Linked DNA regions of Zea mays: regions 1 and 3 are each linked to region 2. A link is a contact called in public Hi-C data. All regions are on one chromosome and are shown on one strand. The core of a region is the stretch at or near the end of the contact, and the rest is flanking DNA. Distances in the headings are between cores, read along the strand shown.

Region 1 (3,060 bases), core at 380-2,879, 210 kb after region 2:
TACCGAGTCGCAAAAAGGATGGAGCTCGCCACTGTTATGGCCGGTTGTATTTACCACCATTCGGGGTCCTGTGAGGGGTATGGGTGACTCACCCTATACTAGCGGAGGCTTCTGTGGCGTCGTTGGGCGGATTGGGCCCCCCTTGCTTCGACTGAATTGCTCGCCGGAGTAGCATACCCACAGCGGATCGACCCGCGCGCGTGGGCAGCGTCGTCCGTGCCTCTGTCGTCGGTGAGAACCACCCTTTCATATTCACCATATTCTGCGGTTCACGTAGCACCTACCTGCGGTTGAATTAGGGCGTCGGGCGACTTGGGCATGGACCGCGTCGGCGGACCTCAGCCGTGGGGCGTGCAGTCACCGTCGTGGCCAGGCCGCCGGGTTTGGTGAAGGCCATGACCATGTTTTCGATGGAATTTGTTGTTTCTATAAAAAATATTGATTATATTTTACAAAATAAAACCTAAATATGAGATATATCAGGTTACTAAGAAAAACATGTATGTTTTACCGTATTTTTTCTTTTGATTTTTATATTTCTCATTTTTTGAATTTCGAGCGATTTTTTTAAAACTTTTTATAAACTGTCTCGGAAAACCATTCTCGTCTAGTTAAAGGTAACGAGAAATTTTACCGAAAACAAGTGGTTTCCGATCAGGTCACTGCTGGCCATGAATGACGTGGACATCAACCCGCTAGCATGTAGCCACCCATGCGCTAGCCTTCCACGTGTCCCTCGTGTGCCGGCTCTAGATGAGTTGCTTGCCCTCGCGTGGTCGTTGTCAGTTATGAGGTGCAAATCTGCCTGTCTCTAGCTATCTTATTTCTATTTTAAATTTTACAATGTAATCTACTGTATAAATCATCTGTTTTACACGATCTACGTGTCGCGCGAGATGTTCGTCGCACGTTCACGTGATGCCTTCCTCTTCTAGGGCTAATGGTGGAGGACTGCATTCACACCGTTAACTCCAAATGTGTCTGAGAATGCTCTTTGCAGTTAAAGTTGCATCTCTCAATGGGATTAACGGAGTTCTTTTGGCTTGTTTGAGAGCAAATAGAGTAGATTAGCAAGAGAATTAGCCCTTTAACAGCAACTTCAAAAGAACGTGTAAACTAAGGTTTTTCTTGGTCAAACAACTCCCTCGTTCTTCCAAAAAAATTCGCGTCCTACATCCGCAGCCTCCTCTCACTCATATTTTGGTGTATTCTCTCTTCCCAATCCATTCTTCAACGTATCGGATCATCCATAACCTCCCGATGACTGTATAGATTCCGCTACATGTTATATTTAGATAAACTGTTAGAGTACCCATCATAATTCACTCTTAAAACTTTTTAGCCTACTTTTAATAATCAGTTTTTGGGATAAAATTCTTAACATCCTTTTAGAGTTGCTCTGAGCCCTTCAATCTTCTTCCAAACAAACCCTTAGCTATATTTTCTTATCCTCACGATCCACCGAACAAAATTTTCCAGTAAAAAAAATACAGACCTCTTAAATCCATTTTGTACTGGTGTTGGTCAAACCACTACAAGGCATCTTTATTCTAGTGGAGCCTACTTGCCTGCTGGGCCATCATATTCATACGCCGCCTCCATACAGCTCGGAAAGATATCCCTCCGATCCAGTTCCGGCATGCTTAATCTTCGGGTCAACGGTTTCGATGGAAACCCAGTGAGACACTGCGGCCTTCGCCCTTCCATCTTCATCCAGCTGGGGAAGATAACCCTCCGATCCGGCGCAGGCATGCTTAATCTGTCCAGGTTAGTAGTAGATCTTCTCGACGCATAATATGAGTTGGTAGCCAATCAATAATTCATTCTACAGCCCCCCGCGTCGTCGTGAGGGACGGCACGGGCGGTTCCCGCAACGCCGCCACCAACCCTCTCGCTCCTCATCTCCCTCCCCTCGCCGCCGTCCGAGCTCGCTGGCGGAGGTCCGCCTGGCGGCAATGAAGGTGGCGGCGGGGCCTCTTTCCCACGGGCTCTCTCCCCACGCTCGCCATCAGGCTTGTCACCATGGTAGCGACGTCGGTGGTGGCTGACTTTTGAGTGGCGGGTGCTCTCGTGGTTCGGCCCGGTGGTGGCAGATCCGGTGACGCCGGATCCGGTAGTCCTCGATCCGATCCTTCGTTGTGGACGCCAGCGTGGATTAGCACGGAAAAGTCTCCTTTGCTCCACTGACAATGAGCTTTAAATTTTGCACTATAAAATTTAAGGATAGTAAGATTGGACTCTATTTCTATTAATTTTTGAACTAAAATATTTTTAGGGCCCCAATAATTTATGAAGAAACATTTGGATCGCGATCCATTACCACCCCTAACCTCGCTTGACTCTCCTCTACTTAGCTTAGGGGTGTTAATCTTCAAGTTAGGACCCTGTATGTTCTGGATGCCGTGTCAGTCATCCTCGACGAGTTCCCAGTTTGGTGCACGACGATCTCGCCGGCGTCGACACTATCTCTGTCCGAGAGCCCCGACGATAGCCCGGTGCACTTGCACTCGGGAGCGCTATGTCAAGCTAGGGTAAGAGACTTTTCCCCTGGTAATCCATGCTGGAAAGGACGTGGTGCGCGGGTGTGTTGAGTCACATAGGCGAAAGTGGCAAAACTGTGGCGTATTTCAAAATTCGTTGGCAATGTGTTATGGACAATCTAAAACTGGCATTTGGAGAGTTGACATCCGTAAGGATGGCAAAGAGTTAATTATCTAGCTTGGGGAACGTGGTCATGTTCCATGGCACTAGGTGGCGGCATAGGCGTGTTATGCTTTGGTGGCGGCACGGGTAAGGTGAGCGCGGCGTGACAACCTCTGCGGTGACTTGCGCGAGGATTTGCACAATAGTTTAGTTTGCACTTGCTGATGTCGATGACGAGAGCGCAACATGATGGATTCACACCGGGGGACGACGGTCTAGAGTCTAACAACCAGATCTGTTCAACTCAGATCGGAATCGTTTGTCGGAGATGTGCTTTCGAGTGACGACCGTGAAGAGGCGGTCCTAGAGGAGCTTGTGGCTGACTCAGGTGTGGTGGCAGTTGCGTGGAGGCGGCGG
Region 2 (3,228 bases), core at 717-3,216:
GTCTGGCAAGAACTTCTTCCTAAGTAGGGGCCAGCCAGTTGCTACCGCTGGCGATTCGTGTTGGCAACCCTTCACCGGGACTAATGCCAGTGAAAATTCTTTTGGCCGTGCGGGAGACCTCATTGGCATGGTGACGGCACGAGACACACACCTTCTGTCTTTTCCATTCTCATCCCAGAGTTTATCCCCTATCATGGTCGACAAGAGCTTCCGGTAGCTCCTCCTTGGTGTCTCAGGTACTGCATTCACAATCCACACTTGAGCACATTGGATTCATAGCAGCTCTGAAACCACAGAATGAACAAATGCAAATGAAATTATCGACCGACATACTCGTGGTATTGCTTTGGTACAGTTCATGTTGCAACCCGTGACCAGCATCTTTATGATAAACGACTTTGCCATTGTTCACTGCAAGAACCGAGCAGCTGGCTGGAACTCTCTTTGAGCAGTACTTGGCAACTGATGTCAAGGAGGATCTACATGTTGACGGAGGGGAGGGGGGGCAGTACTTGTATCAGAACCAACTTAATGTATTTGGACAAAGACGGCAATATTCTAGTATGCAATGTATGAGATTATGTACCCGAAGGACCGGGAATTGTTCGTGACACCAAGGATGAGATGTGCTGCGCCACAAGCAGCTGCTTCTTTAACCAGAGTTTTCCGGATAGATGACCCTCCACAGACCTTGAGCTCCAAATTAATCTGTGAATACAAATGGAAGAACAAATTGATGAGAATTCTGATGCAGCCTTTAAAAAGGCAAAGTTGGCAGGGAAACTGTCTTGCCAAAATTAAACTAAATTAAATAAATAACTCTGCAGTTCAATTTTAGTAGGAAAGATGTGTAGATCGGTGGTTGTCAAAAAAAACAAGGTGCCCGAAACTTGAAGGCGTTGGAGAAAAAAGAAGAGAGAAAAACATGACCATCCAGTAAATAAAGTAGCGACAGCACGAGTGATACGGCGGAGGTGAAGACTTCGAAACAAACTAAGTATTTGACGGGCTGCTGGACTGGACCAAATTTTCATGCACGGGGAGCATCTTTGAAAGCGAAATCCAGGAGAAAAGACCAGAGCTTTGAACGGCCAGCAGCATCGAACGAAACCTAGAGGAACGGCTAGCGAAAAAAACAGAGGGAAGTGTACAGTGGCAGATTTTTTTTTTCGCAGTAAGATTTGATTTGGGAGCGGGGAGCGAACGGACGGACCTGCTTGAGGTTGCAGAAACCGTCGTAGACGGCGAGCACGGAGGCGAGCGAGTCCGCGGCCCTGCTGCGCTCATCCAGTCTCACGAGCAAACCTGTAAACGGCGAGCGAAAGAGAGAGGTGAAAAAAGGTAAAGAGAGTGAGGGATTAATTTCATCTCATCAGATTCGTCAAATGGGGAACCAAACGGGGTTTGCAAGTTTGCATGGTGAGCGAATCGATGTAGTAAACGAATGAACGGAACGGAGCTTAATAACCCGTCCACGCAAGCAAGGAAATCCCATCCCAGCAGCAGAAACGCTCCAGGGATGGATCAGCGCCTTCCAAGCAAAACGGGTGGGGGCTTATCAACTAGTCAAGAGTCAGGAGGAAGAGGGGACGGTGGGCGGTACCGTCGGCGGCGGCCGCGGTGGCGACGTGGAGTGCGACGACGCGGTCCCCAGCATTGGCGACCTTGACGAGCGCCCAGGTGAGCAGCTCGCGGCTGGCGGCGTCGCGCCTGATCCCCACCACGACCGTCCTGGACGGGGACGACGACGGGTACGGGGACGGGGAAGGCGGCGAGGGCGACGGGGGCGCCTCGCACTGGAGCAACCGCTGGCGGCGCGCGCCGTCGGGGACGAGCAGCCTCATGGCGCCGCTGCCGCCGGCGTTGGTCGATGCCTCCGAGGCTCGGACTTGGTGGCTTGCCTGCCTCGCTACGGCAGAGGAGAGAGAGGGGAACTGCAACTGAGATGAGAAAGAAGAAAGAAAAGTAGGGGGATCCGCGGGAGGCTGCGTTTTATGCGGCCTCCTGTTTCTTTGACGTTGGGCCCTCCTGCCTCCTCCCCTGCGGTGAAAAACGTCCCGTCCGGTCCCGTTTCCTGTCTGCTGTCTGCTCGCGGCTTTTTTTCTTTTCTTTTCTGCTCGTCTCCAGCCCGGTTGCGCCTGCCGCTACCTTGCTTCGATCCAACACCTCTGCAACTCGGTATTTTTTTCTCCGTAGCTAACGCATACCGCAACTGATTAATCACTATCTAATTAAATATATACATAAAATTTATGAGGGAAAACAAATACTATTTTAAGGAGGCTACGCTCTACCGGCTACCGCTACGGCCAGTGATTTTCACTAGTTGCCCGAGGAGAGGGAGGCATGAAAGAGTAGACAGGTCTAAGCAAGGCATGGGACAACAACTACCATTCTCTAGAACGATCCCGTGAAGCCGAAGGCAGCCGTACCCTTAAACTGCTCGCGTCGCTCGGATGTGTTAGTGACCCTTGGATGAGGATCGCGCGGCCTAGAAAAACGAAGATGACGTGGATACTCTGGCTGCACGTCTTTGCGCTCACGGTTAATATATAGAATTGTAGAAAAACAAACTGCCGCGCCAGCCAGACACTACTACAGCCGAGCGGAGGCACTGAAACAATCTTCCAGTAATTTTGGCACAGTTAACAGCAACCTAGTTCTCTAAAATACTTTATAAATCAATAATTTATGTAGTTAATTAAAAATTTCTCTCCAACAGCTTTCTAAATAAATTTTTTATAGTTTATTTGTTTTGTTTTAATCTGTACCGTCTTTTACTGCTTCTACAGTGCTTTTATCTTTATACATTGTAGCTACAACAGTTTAAACAACCGGCTTTAATCTGAATCAAACAACCCCCTAAGTTTAGCTACTTTTTATCTAAACTCATTTCCTCCCTACATTTGGTAACATTTTACCAACTCCCAAGACAACAAAGAATAGCAACAACCAATCATATGTCGGCATGATTTACACCTTCAGGAGCAAATCAAATCGATCGTCTCACGTGAATGGATTCAGCGTGATCCGTATGCCTGGTCTTCTGCCACCACCATTCTGTCGACGAATACTACTAGCAACAAGATGCAATCAAAATACATGTAGGAAATAGGCCCACTTATTTTTTTATGTGGATAGATTACTAAACTAAAACCTATATTCATAAAACTATTGGAGAATTCACAAATTTTAACTCCCAAAAATATTTAACAACTTCCTAAATCT
Region 3 (3,163 bases), core at 576-3,075, 130 kb after region 2:
CCCGAGTATCTACTCCTATTAAGAGGCAAAGGAGGATGTACACAGGGACGAGGTCATGCCCCGCCCCCGTTCGTATATAGATGTCTACATGGTACTGATGGTTGCAATGTAGTGGTGAAATAATTAGATTAAAATAATAAAATTTATGTATTGCTACGTCTGCTTGGTATTGATGGTTGCAATGTAGTTGTGAAATAGCTAGATTAAAACAATGAAATTTATATGTGGCTAGGATCACAAATGGATTATTAAATTTTTCTCAGAACAGTATAACACATATTTGTACATAAATTATTGTGGTATTATATGTTTCCGTTGCAACGCACGGGCACTCACCTAGTTAATGATTAAGAATGAAGGGCGCGAAGTGTTGAGAATGAGCTATAGATGTGTTTTTTTCTTCCATGTGTAGTCATTTGTTATAGCAGCTTCTCTAGAAACCTGCTTGCTTAGATCTAGGGATGGCAATGGGGAATTCCCCATTAGGGAATAGCTCTCCATACCCGTTCCCGCGATGATTTTTTTCCGTGGGGATCCCCATAAACGCTTGCGGGGAACGTTTCTTCACCATCCTTGTTCTCCGTGGGGATAAATCCTCGACGGGGATCCCTGTTCTCGTCCCCATTTACCCATCAGGGTAAGAATTTTTCACGTTTACACAACAACACTGTACATCATTTTCAGCGCCCACCGATATTTTCGGCGGTCACTGACACGGCCGCCGAAAATAGCTTATTTTCGGCTGCAAGGGACCTATTTTTGGCGGCTTCGTGTAGCGGCGTAGTGTTACATCCCGTGGTGGAAAAAATTTTCACATCTCATCCTCTAATGCAGGAATTCGCTGCAGGGAATCCGGAACGGGGCCTCGTTGCCATCTCTACTCATATCCACATCAATCAAGAAAAAAAAAGTCGATGTAGGAAACGTCGATATTTTGGTGAAGAAACCTGCATGCATGCGGACTCTTGGGTCCTATGTGTAGTAGCGGCGGGCGGGCGTTGAAGTCTGCAACTGTTTGGCCGGTTTGTCAGTTGCTGGTTTAATTAGTGGTGCAAGATCCGAGAGACGCAACAGAGCGCCAAACAACAATGTTCGATTTTTTTCGGGAAACGAGAACAACAATGTTTTGTCAGATAAAGAGAGTATGCACATGCAGGGGCTGCCGGCGCACTTGCCTGGTCCAGTCAGGTACTGAGATGCCGCTACCAATAATCGAGAAGGGCAGCAGGCACTGAGGCAGCCATCTGTTTAGGGTCTTGGCTTTGAGGGCCCCATCCATCATATTCATCCTGATCTACCGCGCTGCGCGCTACAGCCATGTGCAGATGCCTAAGGTCAGGCAGGCTCATGCCTGGAGGACGGCTCGGCGAACACATGCTACTCCGGTAGCTAGCACGTGAGACCGATCGTCCTGTATAAATATCGGTCTGGTTGTTGCACTTGCACCACCGTGCACGCCGTACGTCTTCGTTCGCTGCCGCAACCCACGGCTGGTGAAGACGCATGCAGCAGACGCACGCGACGGCTCTGGCGCGCGGTGAAGGATGACGACGTACGGGACGGCCGGCGAGTAGTCCAATCGAAGGCAGCAAGACAGCCCGGCAGATAATGGCGCAGGACGCCTCCGGTCTCCCTCTCCTTGGGCAACGAACGAACCCGGCCGCATCCATCGATCCGTGTCGGTCGGCTGTTAATTGTCTCCGTCCGACCGCACGCCACCGCCCACCGACGTATACGTACGTAACATGCTCTGTCTTTGTGACCGGCAACCGGGCCGGGCCTACTCGATCGCAAGAGCCGGAGCGGAGCTGGACCCAGCCTACGGTTGGTGCCACAAGAACACGCTGTACAAGCACATGATTCCACCGATCTACTAGCTACTAGCTACTCTGTACTGTACGTACGACTCCAATAATTAATTACTCTCGATCGTGTCCCCCAGCTTCAAGCTAGACCCTGCAGTTGAGCCCCTGGCTTCCATTAATTCCAGATGCCTAGCTTGCGCACCACATGATAGTCACGACGAGCGAGCGAGATGGGTTTAATTAACTAATAATAACGTGCACCATCAACTTGCGGACCTGAATCATTAATGGAGCCACGTACGTACCGATGGTTAGTTACATGATGGATTGATTGTGACAGTAGCATATTTTCTGCCACCATGCATGTCGCCTTTGCTGCGTGTGGACCGCGTGCATCATCATGCAACATTGGCATATGCACGCGCGCTCTGCTCAATCTTGACCCTAGCAGGACGCGCAATCTGTCCAGGTAACTTTTAACGGTAACCGCCCATCCCGGTTCTAACGTACGTTGAATTTTAGGTAGAACGCACGCAGTAGCTAGGCGTGCGTCGCGTTGACCGAGTTCGTTAGCCAAGTATGTACATACGGTGGTGCACGTGTGCATGAGCGCGCAACGAGGCTTCCTCCCCTTTCTCTGTTAGGGGGTGTTTGGTTGCTCCTGCTAAAGTTTAGCCCGGGTCACATCAAGCGTTTGACTTTTAAATAGGAGTATGAAATATAGATCCAACCAACTGGACTAGATTCGTCTCGTCTTTTAATCTTCGGCTGACAAATTAGTTTTATAATCCGACTACATTTAATACCCGGAACGTAGGTTTAAACATTCGATGGGACAGGGACTAAATTTTAGCGGGGTGTAACCAAACACCCCCTTAGTTAGCTACCGAGCTACACGTAGGAGTGGTTAGCAGACAACGTAACTGCAGCAGCATATAACCTACAGCTCACCTCAGCGGACACGCCACGCTATAGTATATTCATGCAATGCATATGCGATCTCTTGCATTGGGTTCATACACCCAAACATATCCCCCGACAGCTAATAACTAACAAAATCCGCCCTGATTCCGCGTTGAATGGGATATCGGGAAAATTATTGCCTCCTCTGTTGCCTCTTGCCTAGCAGCGAGCAAGTACTTACGAAGAAACACCTCTGAAACACTCCTACGCTCTAAGGCTTGTTTTGGATTATTACACAGTTTCTTTTCTTTTTTTTTAATTGAGCTGATTTGTATAAAAATTCTGTGCAGTCCATATAAAATTACTGTGTGTGCTCCCAAAACAGATGCGTGCAATATCATACCTAATGGCTTTTTATCGTAATGCGTGAAACCAAAAACAAATGCTCATTAAGT

Evidence for each region. A called contact is a pair of places that touch in the nucleus more often than the background predicts.
Region 1: a Hi-C map of tassel shows a contact between it and region 2, with 4 times the contacts expected there. The contact joins the promoter of LOC100273808 here to the promoter of LOC103654588 in region 2. A contact is called at or near these places in 13 of 25 Hi-C or Micro-C datasets (bundle sheath, ear, endosperm and 4 more) and 1 of 3 datasets of contacts at active chromatin or transcription factors (leaf).
Region 3: a Hi-C map of tassel shows a contact between it and region 2, with 3 times the contacts expected there. The contact joins the enhancer-like site here to the promoter of LOC103654588 in region 2. A contact is called at or near these places in 5 of 25 Hi-C or Micro-C datasets (bundle sheath, ear, leaf and 1 more) and 1 of 3 datasets of contacts at active chromatin or transcription factors (leaf).

Annotation. Positions count from the first base shown.
Region 1 is chr4:215,837,102-215,840,161 of Zm-B73-REFERENCE-NAM-5.0, forward strand. LOC100273808 (putative protein kinase superfamily protein) reads left to right here and starts at 1,630. Exons shown (of 7, transcript NM_001148209.2): 1 at 1,630-1,767.
Region 2 is chr4:215,629,019-215,632,246 of Zm-B73-REFERENCE-NAM-5.0, forward strand. It overlaps LOC103654588 (probable receptor protein kinase), which reads right to left and starts at 1,967. Exons shown (of 11, transcript NM_001327820.1): 1 at 1,604-1,967; 2 at 1,214-1,305; 3 at 587-708; 4 at 334-479; 5 at 1-239. The coding sequence starts at 1,844.
Region 3 is chr4:215,762,611-215,765,773 of Zm-B73-REFERENCE-NAM-5.0, forward strand. No RefSeq gene overlaps it. Among protein-coding and RNA genes, the nearest start is that of LOC100273808, 75 kb to the right of the region's middle. Within about 2 kb of position 1,826, at least 17 of the 20 cell types and tissues checked have an H3K27ac peak or open chromatin away from gene starts, as enhancers often do. A contact at or near this core is called in bundle sheath, ear, leaf and 1 more, where this site is marked.